Linked DNA regions of Mus musculus: regions 1 and 2 are each linked to region 3. A link is a contact called in public HiChIP or PLAC-seq data. All regions are on one chromosome and are shown on one strand. Each heading gives the region's core, a stretch centred on a gene start, on an enhancer-like site or on the middle of the called end of the contact. The rest is flanking DNA. Distances are from core to core; before and after follow the strand shown.

Region 1 (3,898 bases), core at 1,253-3,752, 300 kb after region 3:
CAGTGGAAACAGAAGACAGATGGTTAATGAAACCACGTCACTGGAAAAAAATATGGGCTAAACACAAAGTGAGGGACCCAAGGAGTTTTCACTTGGAAGCAATGACTTAGAATAACAAGAAGCAGAAGCATTTGAACATGAATTTGTATTGAGGAAAGTGTTTCTGTGTGCCGAGCGGTTAGCTTGCTGTTGTGAGTATCTCATGGTTATTTTACATTTATATATTTATTTGTTGTGTCTATGCATGCACATGTACATGCTGCAGATCAGAGGACATTGGCGCGAAGATCAGAGGACAGCTTTTAGAGTCTGTTTTCTCTCTCTACCATAAGTTACAGGACTGAACACTGGTTGTCAGCCTTGGAAGCAAGGATCTTTGCCTACTGAGACAATTGCTGGCTCTCCTGTGGGATTCCTTTGTTAAACAGTTCAACCTTCCTACATGTATTATTGATTGATAATTGACTGATTGGGAGATTGGCAGGGAGACAGGTGCTGTTGCACCTGTGTGGCTCAGAAGGCGACCTGCAGACTTAGTTCTCTCCTGCCAGGTGGGTTCTGGGACTGAACTCAGATTGTCAGACTCCACGTCAAGTACCTTTACCGATGGAATCATAGCACCAGCCCTCAGTGTGGAGCCCCTTTAGCAAAATACCTGTGTGCAAAGCAAATCCATGCTGGTTACTCTTCCTCAACTTGACCCAGACTAGAGTCACCTGGCAACAGGAAACCTCAATTGAGGAATTGCTTCCATCAGATTGGCCTGTGGCTAGGGCTTCAGGATGTACATTTTTTAAACTGTCTACTAATGCAGGAGGACACAGTCCACTGTGGGCAGTGCTGTCCCTAGGCAAGGGGCCTAAGCCGGATAAGACATGTAACTGAACAAACAAAAGGAAGCAGGCCAGTAAACAGCATTCCCCACAGCCTTTGCTCAATCCTGCCCTGACTTCCTTTTATGATAGATTATAACCTATAAATCCAACCAAATTTCCTCTGCTCTCTTAATTAGGGTTTTACGGCGGTGAACAAACACCATGACCAAGGCAACTCTTATAAGGACAACATTTAATTGGAGCTGGCTTATAGGTTCAGAGGTTTAATCCAGTATCATCAATGTGGGAACAAGGTGGCATCCAGACAGACATGGTGCAGGAGGAGCTGAGAGTTCTACATCTTCATCTGAAGGCTGGTAGGAAAATATTGACTTCCAGGCAACTAGGACAAGGGTATTAAAGCCCACAACCACACTGACACACCTACTCCAACAAGACTACACACACCTCTTTCAAGGTCACACCTCCTAATAGTTCCACTTCCTGGGCCAAGCATATACAAACCATCACATCTGCTAAAGTGGGTCAGAGTGTTTACCATAGCAACAGAGAGTGAACTAGGGCACAACCTATGCAGGAGACATGAGTAAAGGTATCTTATTTGTCTGGTGTAATTGTTATCTCTGAGACTTACAGATCCATCTGCTAACCTGTGTGTAGTCCTGGAATCATCTAGCCTCCCTACAATCTAGTCTAGGCCTGGAATGTTTGCAGCCGCTGAGATGTGCTGCTGAGTAAGCTCACACTTTCTTGTTCTTTCTGAACTCTTGCTGACTGATTCAACTCAGCTGCTCTGGCTCAAACTCCTCTCCAAGCTGACCAATTCAGCCTGGCTTCTCTCCGAGTCTTGATTGCTCTGCCTGGCCTCACATTAACTTTGGCAACCTGTTCTAGTCTTCTGGCTCTTTCTCATTCTCTGATTCATTCTGTCTTCACCCAAGTTTAGCTTGTTCTCTGTCTGCAACCTGCCTCTGTATAATCGTCCTGATAAAACTGCCCTCTTACCTCCTGTTTCTCCAGTGCTCTCTCTTAAGTAGCCTCTCCTTTTACTCTCTGTTCTTATGAGAGTTGAGCATATCCTATTCTGTCAAATCTTTCTCTGATTTGTCACTTTGTCTGCCCCTCAGTTAGACATCACTTTCAAACATGGGGGCGTCCTTCTGTCAACTAAGTTTACCTTCATTGTTTGGGATTAAAGGTGTGTCCTAAGGTTGTGTCTGCAATCCAGCCAGAGGGATTGCTGGTGTGCACTTAGGCAGAGCCACACAACTAGAAACAGTAAAATTCAGTATAGAGGTTCACAGTGTGATCAAATATCCCGCAACATATATGCACGGGAAAGAGGATGATTGCTCAAAATCCTCGTGGAACTAAGACGCTCCTTCTCATGATGTCACAGTCTGAGGATATTACAGGATTTTGCTTAGACTCAAACCCCCTCTCTCTAGCTCTATCTTCAAATCTCTAGCTTAATTGTTCAACTGTACAGATTCCTCTGTGAAAGTGGTTACAGTTTAGTGGAAAAGCCAAGATATTAGAGTTGATGAAACACCAGGAATGGTGGCTTTGCAGAGGCACAAGGGCCATTGTTGGGGAGAGCAGCCGTGGTCTGGGGAGGGAGCCTGAAAGCAAATATTTACAGCCATTGCTATAAACACAGAGTGGAAGCATAGCCTCCCCCCTCAGGAATTCCGAGAGGCTGGAGAGAGAGAATGTGATCACAGAGACACTGGTAAGGAGAGCAAAGCCCCACTGGCTAAAGTTTAAATTAAGCTAGAAGCTGGCTTAAAAATAACTTTGAAAATAAACTATTTTCCCTATATTATTGATTTCACGGTCTCTCTTTCATCTTCTATGTTGTCTTTATAGAAAGAAAAATTAAAAATCTTTTGGCCAAGAGGAGATCTTTTCCTCTCAGATGTCAGAGCAAACGTTCGGCTCTGTATCATGTGTGATAAATAAACTGACAGATAGAAACATGAGCCAAGCGTCACTCCATGTGTAAACGCTGTACCGTGGGCATGGAGCCGCAGCATTGAGTCTTCGCTTGGTGTGCGGTGAATATTAAAGTTCAATAAAATGAATTTCACTCCATCTAACTTTAGGGGAAGACTGTGTTCAGGGAAACTCGTATGTGTATGTGTATAAGTGCAGTGCATGTCTGTGCAGATGTATATGTGTGTGAGAAGCCAAGGACAACCTGGAATATCGTTTCTCTGTGTGATGGTTTTTATATGCTCTATCCAGGGAGTGGCACTATTAGAAGGTGTGGTCTTGTTGGAGTAGGTGTGTCACAGTGGGTATGGGCTTTAAGACCCTCATCCTAGCTGCCTGGAAGCCAGTCAGTATTCTGCTAGCAGCCTTCAGATGAAGACGTAGAACTCTCAGCTCTGCCTGCACCATGCCTGCCTGGATGCTGCCATGTTCCTGCCTTGATGATAATGGACTGAGCCTCTGAACCTGTAAGCCAGCCCCAATGAAATGTTAACCTTATAAGAGTTGCCTTGGTCATGATGTCTGCTCACAGCAGTAAAACCCTGACTAAGACACTTTGTCACTCCCCATCTTGTTTCTGAAACAGGGTGGCTTGCTGGGAGGTAGCCTGGCAGGCTAGTCTGTGTGGCCAGTGAGTTTCACGGATGAACCTATCTCAGCCTCTCCAGTTCTGAGATTCCAAGCCTGTTGTCTATGCCCATCTTTCAATGTGAGTTTTAGAAAAATCAAACCCCAAGGTTACTGATTAAATGAATTCCCTAGCTTTAAGCAAGTTTTGTTTTGTTTTGAACCTCTTAATTCAAAATTGGTGTTTGGAGAAGTACCTCTTGGAAGGGAAATAGCGGAGATTTAAATTCTTCCATTAGCTATACAGTGAATTTAAGACAGGAGAAGGGGCTGCTTCAGGGGAGGAGGTTAAGATAAGATTGGTAGGAATGTTCAGAGGGTGTTTAAATGCCCTATTATAAACGACTAATATATTCAGTCTTATAAGGAGGCTTGGGAGATCCAAAGGAATAAGCCGAAGCACGAATGAAAAGGAATTTAAAGTCAAGGAGGCGCTTTAG
Region 2 (3,941 bases), core at 1,318-3,817, 340 kb after region 3:
TGCTGCTTCTGCGGACTTGGGCTGATTGGCAGGATGATGTCGGCTAAGACGAATTCATGTGCTGAGGCAAGAACCATGGAGGACATGTGATGTTTGGAGGGAGTATAAATAGGACTCAATGGACAGTGATGGAGGCTGAGCTTGGCTTGGTTATAGAGCTAGTTGTGTAACACTTGTGGGTCTCATATCTTCGCTGGTCTTTGATTCATGGAGAGAGGTATAGCCAGGAACTTCTGGCCTCTCTCCTCATCCTTCCTGCTGACTTGTGCTGAGGCTGAGGTCTGACTGTCTCTGCTAGTGCCACTGCTGCTGATTCCTGTTTGCTCACCTGACTCTCCTGAACTGGACGGCTGGTGTATCTGTGTTTTCGAGTAGATCGAGCTGCCGCTGCTAACCTGTGAACTGAAATGCAGATTTCTAGGCATCACAGAAGGGGGTTGCTCCAAAGAACCATTTCTAAATAGGTCCACTTCCCCATATCCTTTTTTTTTTTTCTACTACATCTTGTGGGTGGCCCGCCACAAGGGAGGTTAAAGCATTTAAGAACCATCATTAAAATAAGGTTTGAAAAAAAATGAAAGTTACAAGAACGCAGGAAGGGAGACCAATCATTGAGTCGCTGATACATAACAGCCAAGGTGATCGCTTACCCAAAGGGAACTACTAACCAAATAATGCCTCGAACTCCTGGTATTCAGACTGGAAGTACAGGGACTTAGGACACAATGAGCTGGTTCCTGTCATGCTTTGGGGGTAAATTGTCCACCACAGCCTCAAGCTTTTGAACATTGTGTCTCCAGTTGGTGGCGCTGTTCTCAGAGACTGTGGATCCTCTGGCATGTGGGACCTTCAGGAGCGAGTCAGTCAATGAGGATGAGAAGAGGCTGTTTAGCCAATCACTAAGCTCCTGGTCAGCCAATCACAGACACCGTCTCAAAAATAACGTAGAGATAAGAGAAAGTAGAAGGTGCCCATCCAGTCCCCTCTCTGCTTCCTGCTCTGTTGATAGAGTCTTATTCCTTACCTTACTCTTTCATGTGTATCCCTTAGCAGTTGTCCTTTTCAACAAAGGAATAACAAGTTCTGTTGTCAGAGGTGTCTGAATCCCCAAGGTAGTGATGCGGTTGGCTCTCTTATTGGTCTTCCTAAAGGGAGCTTTGAGCTTCTTGGTACTTTGCCCTTTTTGGTCCTAGGTTTCCAGATAAAAGGAATGGAGCCCTTGAGACCGAGACCTTACACCCTTGATGCCTAAAAGTACTGACCACATATAGCCCTTCGAGGCAAGCTGTTGATAAATGAATGGGATTCAATTAGGTGGAACAGACCATTTTCTGCTGCCAGTTTTTTAGAGCTTTCTTCATTTACATGTTTCTAGGCTTATGCTAATTCTCAAGTGCCTGAGGAATTAAAAAGTCTTTGCAATAATCCTTTTGTTCATTTAAACCAGTAATACCCCATACATAGAATATAGAGTCCATTAGGAATCTTTTGAATAATACAAATGCCTTGGAACCATGCTATCAATATTACTTCAATACCTCAAAGATAGATTAGAATGGTTTTTCACGCAGTCTTACCTTGTGGTATTGTGACAACACAAGACTTCTTCATCAACACATTTTCCTCATGCTTCCCGGTCAACACTTCTTCAAGTTATAGTTTCTTCATTTATAAAGCAGCAATATCTACTTAGACTCTGATCAGATCTCTTAATGAGATACTGCCATGTATGCCTGTCATATTTTAAATACAAAAAACATTAATATCCCCTCTATTATTTTTGTATCTCCATCTAACACGCCTTTGTCATATACATTTGTGTATGGCATGTGGTATGATGTGTTTGAGTGTATGAGTGCTCATGCCCATGTGTGTATTTGTGGACACGTCTAGTCTCATTACTTTCTGCCTAAGTTTTTGAGGCAGTGTCTGTGATTGGCTGGCCTGGAGCTTGCTGATTGGCTAGACTGGCTTGGTGACATGTGAGTCTCCAGGATCATCTTATGTCCCCTTCTGATGCTGGGATGGCAGGCACACTCTGTGCCCCACCCCCACACACCACTTCTGCATGGGCACTGAGGGTCTTGTCTTCACGTCTCATGATTGTGCAGCAAGAACTCGACCCTCTGAGCCATCTCTCCACCCTTATCACAGTCATCAGTATTGGCTAGCCTTGGATTATCAAACTGGCTGGACTTTCTCTTTAGTTTTCTTACATCCTTGACTCTTTCCTGACATCTGCTCAGCATTTCCCCCTTTCTGCATCCAGCAGAACCATAATAAGACTTCTACCCTTGACATTGGAGATATTTCTATACCAATCATGCCTTCCCCCCCCCCCCCAACAAATGTTCTTAAGAAGAACCATTCGGATTTTTCTGATTTCCCCAATTCACTCTTTGGCTTCCTCTTTTTCTACACTGAATGAAAATTTGCAGATGGCATGGGGCCCCTCCCCCATGCTTGTCAGATGTGCTGTTTGTTTTCCATGGAAGCTGGGCAGTGCCAGCTTGGTGAAGAGCCGGAAACAATAAAGCCTTTTATTGCAGGCATTGCTTTGTAGGATTTGCATTTCCGAATTTAGGGTGGACAGATGTAGCTCTTTGTCCCTCCTCATCTCTCCTCCCTACCTGGCTCTGGGCTTCCTTTAATCCCTTTCCATCAGTCTATTTTCCAGACCAGCTTTATTAGGCTATAATTTGAGTCTTAGCTGAGAATTTCTTGTATTCAAATTCCCAGTGAAGATTTCTTGTGCCTTTGTTGGGCATCCTTTTCATCCCCTTGGGTTCTCCTGGAATGTGTATTTCTACTAGCATTAGCTCATTGACTTAGACTAGATGCAGGAAATGGAACTCTAGCTATGTCCTGGTAAATTCAAGCATGGCGCCAGGATAACACAGATATGCTAAGGGGAATGAAAAGACTTCCCAGACTTTACTGGGTGCACAGGTCACTTGGAGAGCTGGCCAGGTTCTGGATGGAGAGTTCTTCAGCTTGCTTCCAAGGAACTCCCTCTGACAAGAGTAGTATGTATGCCATGATGTCAGATGTGGAGCCTTGGCTCTTCTGTTAAGACCTCTTGTCTCTATCATTCCTCTACCTACTGCACTTCCCACCACTCATTACACCACTCCCAAGATGCAACAGGCAACTCATGTTGGGAACTGTTGGTTTCTGAAGCTGCTATATAGGATGACCATAAACTCATCACCATAAACAGACGGTTACAGTCTAAGAGTTCTAAAGACCGCAAGTTTGGAAGCAAAGCGGCTCTGCTCTGTTCTGAAGATGTGAGGGGGACTCATTCCCTGCCCCTCCAGCCTCAGGTGCCCAGCTAAGGTTGTTCAGTCCCCACAGGCTTTTTACCACCTCCTCCTCTTCACTACACCATTCTCTGTGTGTCTCTTATGAGGACATTGATCAATGGATCTGGGTCTAAATGGTCTAGGATCATCTGGCTTCTAGACGGTATAGCTCAACTTAATTATGTCAGATGTGACACTTGGAATTACAATCACATGGACATGCTCTGAAAATTAGGAGTAGGTACGATTTCTAAGGGGATATCCAGATGCTCACATGGTATATAATCTTTAACTTCCTTGTTCAATGTAGAGATCCTTCAGTTCTAAATGGAAAAAAAGTAGTTGTCTTTAATAGAACTATTATTGCAAAATGAGGATATCCTAGTCCTCCTTAGATATTAATGTCCTATAGACGTCTCTGCAAGATGATGCCCTGGGTCTTTCTGCATCACTGACTGTGGGAAATTAAATAATATTAAAGCAAGTGTTAGATTCAAGAGACAGAGTAAAGGAATAGATTGAAACTAAAATCCACAGAGAGTCGAAGGCAAGATAGCCCTAAAGAAACCACTGGCATGGCTGCCATTCTATGGGTGTGACTGCCATTCCGTGGGCGTGGCTGCCATTCCGTGGGCG
Region 3 (4,396 bases), core at 1,496-3,995:
TGCCATAACAATGAACTCTGCTGCAGCTTCGGCACACCTCCCACGTGACAGCGACAGCTGAGGAGTGTACTGACCTTGCGGCTGTAGCATACAGTGCTTCCCCACAGCTGTCTCAGCCTTGAGGTCCAAGCCCAGACAAAGACAGTCTGGGAGCCTCCTCTCAGCGGTCTGTCTAGGTCTGATACCCAATGGACTTCTGGTATTTAAGGGATTGCCAGTGCCACAGCCTTGAAGCTCTCTCAGTTCTGTCTTCCGTAGGGGAGAAAGGTATAACTGATTGGCTCACAATGTCATATAACTTTTCCTAGCAGGTGACTGCAGGAAATGCCCCATCCCACACCTACAGGTCACCTTGAATAGCAAGACTTCTTTTAACAAGGAACCAAGACTTTCACCCAGATGACTGAAGCTTTGGATTTGTGTTTCATGGAAGAAGTTTCGCTCCAATTAGCTTGTACTAGAGGACAAATGGCTGATACGATGCAGTCTATTTAGAAGTGTTCAGTCGCTGTTCATTTAGCCCCTGGGTCTGTAATGCAGTCCCCCTGCTGGATTTGAGGCCTACAAAAATACTCCGTCGGTGACAGAAGAAAGAAATGTATTTAGCTAAGAGCTTCTTTGGAAAATAAATCCTAAGAGAAGAAAAGAATACAGAGAGAATATATCGGGGCTTGTGAGGAGAATAAAGGTTATCTATTTAACAGCTCTGTCAATTGAGTTCTTTCTCAAACTTCTCCCAGTTGAAAAACAAACAAACAAAACCCCAAGGCTTAGCTTGGATTCTTCATCTTGGCCAGAGGAGGCACTCTTACCCTTACAAGAGAAAAAGTCGAACCAAATTTCTTCTAGTGTCTGGTCTCAAACCCAGCCCTGGAGCCAGGGAGATGGCTCAGCCAATAAAAGCTCTTGCTCTGCAAGCACGAGGGTCTAGCAAATTCCCAGAACTCACATGAAAAGCCAAGTGTGGATGCACGTGCTTATGACACCAGCACCAGAGAAGGGGGAGACAGGAGGCTTGCTGAGGCTGGCTGACGGAGAGCCAGCTCCAAGGTCAGTGAGAGACCCTGTCCCAAGGGAGTAAGGTGTAAAACAATAGGCAATAGAGCAGGACCACGTGCACATACACGAGTGGACACACACACAACATGCACACACACATGCCCACACATACACATATGCACACACATGCATGTACACACACAATGGAACATGCACAGACATTCACATGTACACACATGCACACATATATACACATACATGCACACACATACACACATGCACACACATGCATGCACACACACAATAGAACATGCATAGACATATACATGTACACATACACACATGCACACACATACACACATGCACACACATGCATGCACACACACACAATAGAACATCCATAGACATATACATGTACACATACACACATGCACACACATGCATGCACACACAATAGAACATGCATAGACATATACATGTACACATACATACACACATACATATGTGCATATACATTTACACACACATACACATACATTTGCACACACATGCACACATATGTATACACACCCACACCCACACACACCACGGAAGTGCCACAGGCACTGCAATGACTAGTGATCAGTGTTTGAATAAGGACATCAGAAAAGGTCAGATGAGAAACTATATGAAGTTTACGGTGGTGTCAAGGTGGCACTCTCCTAAAGGCCTGGCAAGCTTTTCTGTTTTTTTTTTAGAGCTTCGATGAAAGATATGCAACATTGTTACAAATAGCATAGCCCCAGAGCCCCAGCAACTCACAAGCTGCACTGACTACCTCCCTCAACTGTGTTTCCAGACAGCACATCTTTATATCACTATAAGAAGTTGGGGCTAAGGATCAACCCTAGGGGCATCTTGTATCTTAATACTTGGAATTTCAGCATGAGCTTGCGGCACACATTCCCTTGGAGAACCTTAGGAGATCAGACTAAAGATGTAGGTCTGTCTGGATTCTGCAGAGGAAGAGCTCGAACGCCATTCCAAGAACGCACAGGACCATCTGGGAAGCTTAATCTGACCCAAGGACATGACTCAACCTCTAAACAATTTGCAACCAGTACGTACTAATCAGGAGGTCTGAGTGGCTGGTGGCTTCCACAGGGACGTTGTTTTGATTAGAGAATAGCTGCACTGTTCTCCTGCAGCTGAAGTCAAGAGAAGTCAACAAGGAATTTGGGAGTGTCCTGACCCCAAAGAATACTGAACCAGAAAGCCGGGGCCCTTAGTTTGGGTAGTATTGGCCACTCATTAAGGTCTTGGTCAGGTTCATGCAGCCAACTCCAAAGCCAAGCTCTGCTTCCCCGCTTCCCTTCCGTGGCTTCCGAAAAGGAAAATAAGTTGCCAGTCAGAGGCCAAGATGGCAGTGGAGTGCACAGGGGAGGAACATCAAAGAGGGAGAGGGTGCAGTACTCTCGGGGTGTGCATTTTAATTGTTACATTTAAGGGATACTGTTCACTATGATTGTTCCTGCCCCTGATTGGGATGGCTGCACAGCGTGAGAAGGCGAGCCCCAGTGGGTTCCGAGGCTCATCCTCTTGAGCAGAAGAAAAAAAAACAGGCGCCTCCTCCACACCCGCCCCGCCCAGGGCACAGAACTGCCCCCGGGCTTTTCTGGGCTCTCCAGGCTCGAGGGTTACGTGGGACAAGCTCCTGACCAGGCGCAGTTGGGGGACACTGGCTGGTCCTCTTAGCGTCAGATAGCAAACCGCGCAGATTCGCCGAGGTCCTTCCATCTCCACATCTGAGCTGGCAGCGCCACGTTCGGTTCAGAGAGTCTTGCGCAGGGCAGGGTGAGGGGACCCACAACTCCCTCTGCGGGTCCAGGTGGAGCTGGCGGCGAGCAGCCGCGGACCCCTGGCAGGTGCAGGCAGGTGAGCATCATCCTCTGGGTACACAAAGTGCGATTTCGGGGGGATCAAGTGACCTCAGACCTTGGCAGCCGGCAGCGCCGTGCGTCCCGCTCTGTCCGGGTGCGTTCAACGTCACACAGGCGCTGCTCCGCTGGGGTCAACGGACGCCTTTTCTGCTTTCCGGGGATCCACGGGATGAGCGGGCGAGCCAAAGCCATCTGCAGGCAGCACTCCTATAAATAGCGCGCGGGTGCCCTCTCGGCGCTGTCCCTCCGGCTGCACTGCACGCTGAGACACAAAGTTGTGCGCAGGGACGCGGGAACCCAGGGCAGTAGGCGCCCTGCACCTTAGAACTGCTTTTGGCGACGGGCACTCAGCTGCCGCCTACCTGCGTCGGAGTGACACCGGGCTTTGGGGGAATTTTTGACCAAGCGCAAGTGGAAGTCGCTAGCATCCTAGCCATGGACATAACCTGGCATTCTTCTCATCCCCGGAAACACCTCCTGCCTCTGTAATTTGTTCCTGCGCCAACCAGAGTCCCTCGGACAGGACCGACACCCGCACCGCTCGGCACTAGCCACCTTTGCTAGCGTTTACTCGCGGAGTCCCCTCTGTGTCTTCAGCTCTGTGCTTCACCAGGAGTGCTTGGGTTCGGGGTGAGAATTTATTTTGTTCTTTTGAGGTGTGACTGAGAGGGTCTGGAGACTTTTTAGATGTCAAGGGACAAGTGTGGGTGCCGTGGCCCCAGGCAAAACTGATTTGGGGGTGGAGGAGTTAGGGTAGGAGTTCTGCATGAGCTCCTTAAAGGACAAAGGTAACAGAGCCAGCCAGCCAGTTCGAAGGGAGACTTCAGTCCTGAGAATTGGTGGAAGTGCGCGCGCCGCTGCTGCCGCCGCCGCCGCTGTTCCTGCAGCGCTGTCGATCTAGCCACTGGCGTCTTCCCGAGCTCCCGGATCCCGGGGTAGCAGGCGCCGCCTGGGAGCAGAAGCGCCAGGCTGCCGCTTGCGCACGCGGCTCACCATGGGCTCCGCGCGCCGGGCGCTGTCCGTGGTACCAGCCGTTCTGCTGATTCTAGTGCTGCCTGTCTGGGCACAGAATGACACGGAACCGATCGTTCTGGAGGGCAAGTGTCTGGTGGTGTGCGACTCGAACCCAGCTACAGACTCCAAGGGATCATCATCTTCCCCTCTGGGGATATCGGTCCGGGCAGCAAACTCCAAGGTGGCTTTTTCGGCGGTTCGGAGCACCAACCACGAGCCATCTGAGATGAGCAACAAGACTCGCATCATTTACTTTGATCAGGTCAGACTCCCGAGGGATGCAGAGCGCATATGGGGATGGGTGGTCTCTGGGTATCGGGGGCTGCATGCCCAGATTCAGCTAATATGAATAGGATGTGGCGAGATCGTTTTATCAACTGACGGTATCAGTTTGAAACTCAGAGCTGCCTCCCTTCCCCAGCAACCACAGCCTCCATTCAGTCCCGTAGTCTTTGGCACAGGCC

What was found. HiChIP or PLAC-seq counts read pairs in DNA pulled down with a chosen protein or histone mark.
Region 1: an H3K4me3 HiChIP or PLAC-seq map of neural tube shows a contact between it and region 3, with 4 times the contacts expected there. The contact joins the enhancer-like site here to the promoter of Cbln4 in region 3. A contact is called at or near these places in 17 of 39 promoter capture datasets (3T3-L1-derived adipocytes, the HPC-7 cell line, cranial neural crest and 9 more), 4 of 484 Hi-C or Micro-C datasets (all in embryonic stem cells), 8 of 115 datasets of contacts at active chromatin or transcription factors (embryonic forebrain, embryonic stem cells, forebrain and 1 more) and 3 of 9 other capture datasets (adipose tissue, embryonic stem cells and pancreatic islet).
Region 2: a contact with region 3 is called in an H3K27ac HiChIP or PLAC-seq map of VIP interneurons, with 6 times the contacts expected there. The contact joins the enhancer-like site here to the promoter of Cbln4 in region 3. A contact is called at or near these places in 4 of 39 promoter capture datasets (embryonic stem cells, hippocampal neurons, neural stem cells and 1 more), 4 of 115 datasets of contacts at active chromatin or transcription factors (VIP interneurons, embryonic basal ganglia and embryonic stem cells) and 2 of 9 other capture datasets (embryonic stem cells and liver).

The regions. Positions count from the first base shown.
Region 1 is chr2:171,741,870-171,745,767 of GRCm38.p6, reverse strand. No RefSeq gene overlaps it. Among named protein-coding and RNA genes, the nearest start is that of Gm35529, 17 kb to the right of the region's middle. Within about 2 kb of position 2,502, at least 24 of the 459 cell types and tissues checked have an H3K27ac peak or open chromatin away from gene starts, as enhancers often do. A contact at or near this core is called in neural tube, where this site is marked.
Region 2 is chr2:171,703,662-171,707,602 of GRCm38.p6, reverse strand. All of the region lies in intron 2 of Gm35529 (a long non-coding RNA gene), which reads left to right. Among named protein-coding and RNA genes, the nearest start is that of Gm35529, 22 kb to the left of the region's middle. Within about 2 kb of position 2,567, at least 13 of the 459 cell types and tissues checked have an H3K27ac peak or open chromatin away from gene starts, as enhancers often do. A contact at or near this core is called in VIP interneurons and neural stem cells, where this site is marked.
Region 3 is chr2:172,041,815-172,046,210 of GRCm38.p6, reverse strand. It overlaps Cbln4 (cerebellin 4 precursor protein), which reads left to right and starts at 2,745. Exons shown (of 3, transcript NM_175631.3): 1 at 2,745-4,194. The coding sequence starts at 3,913.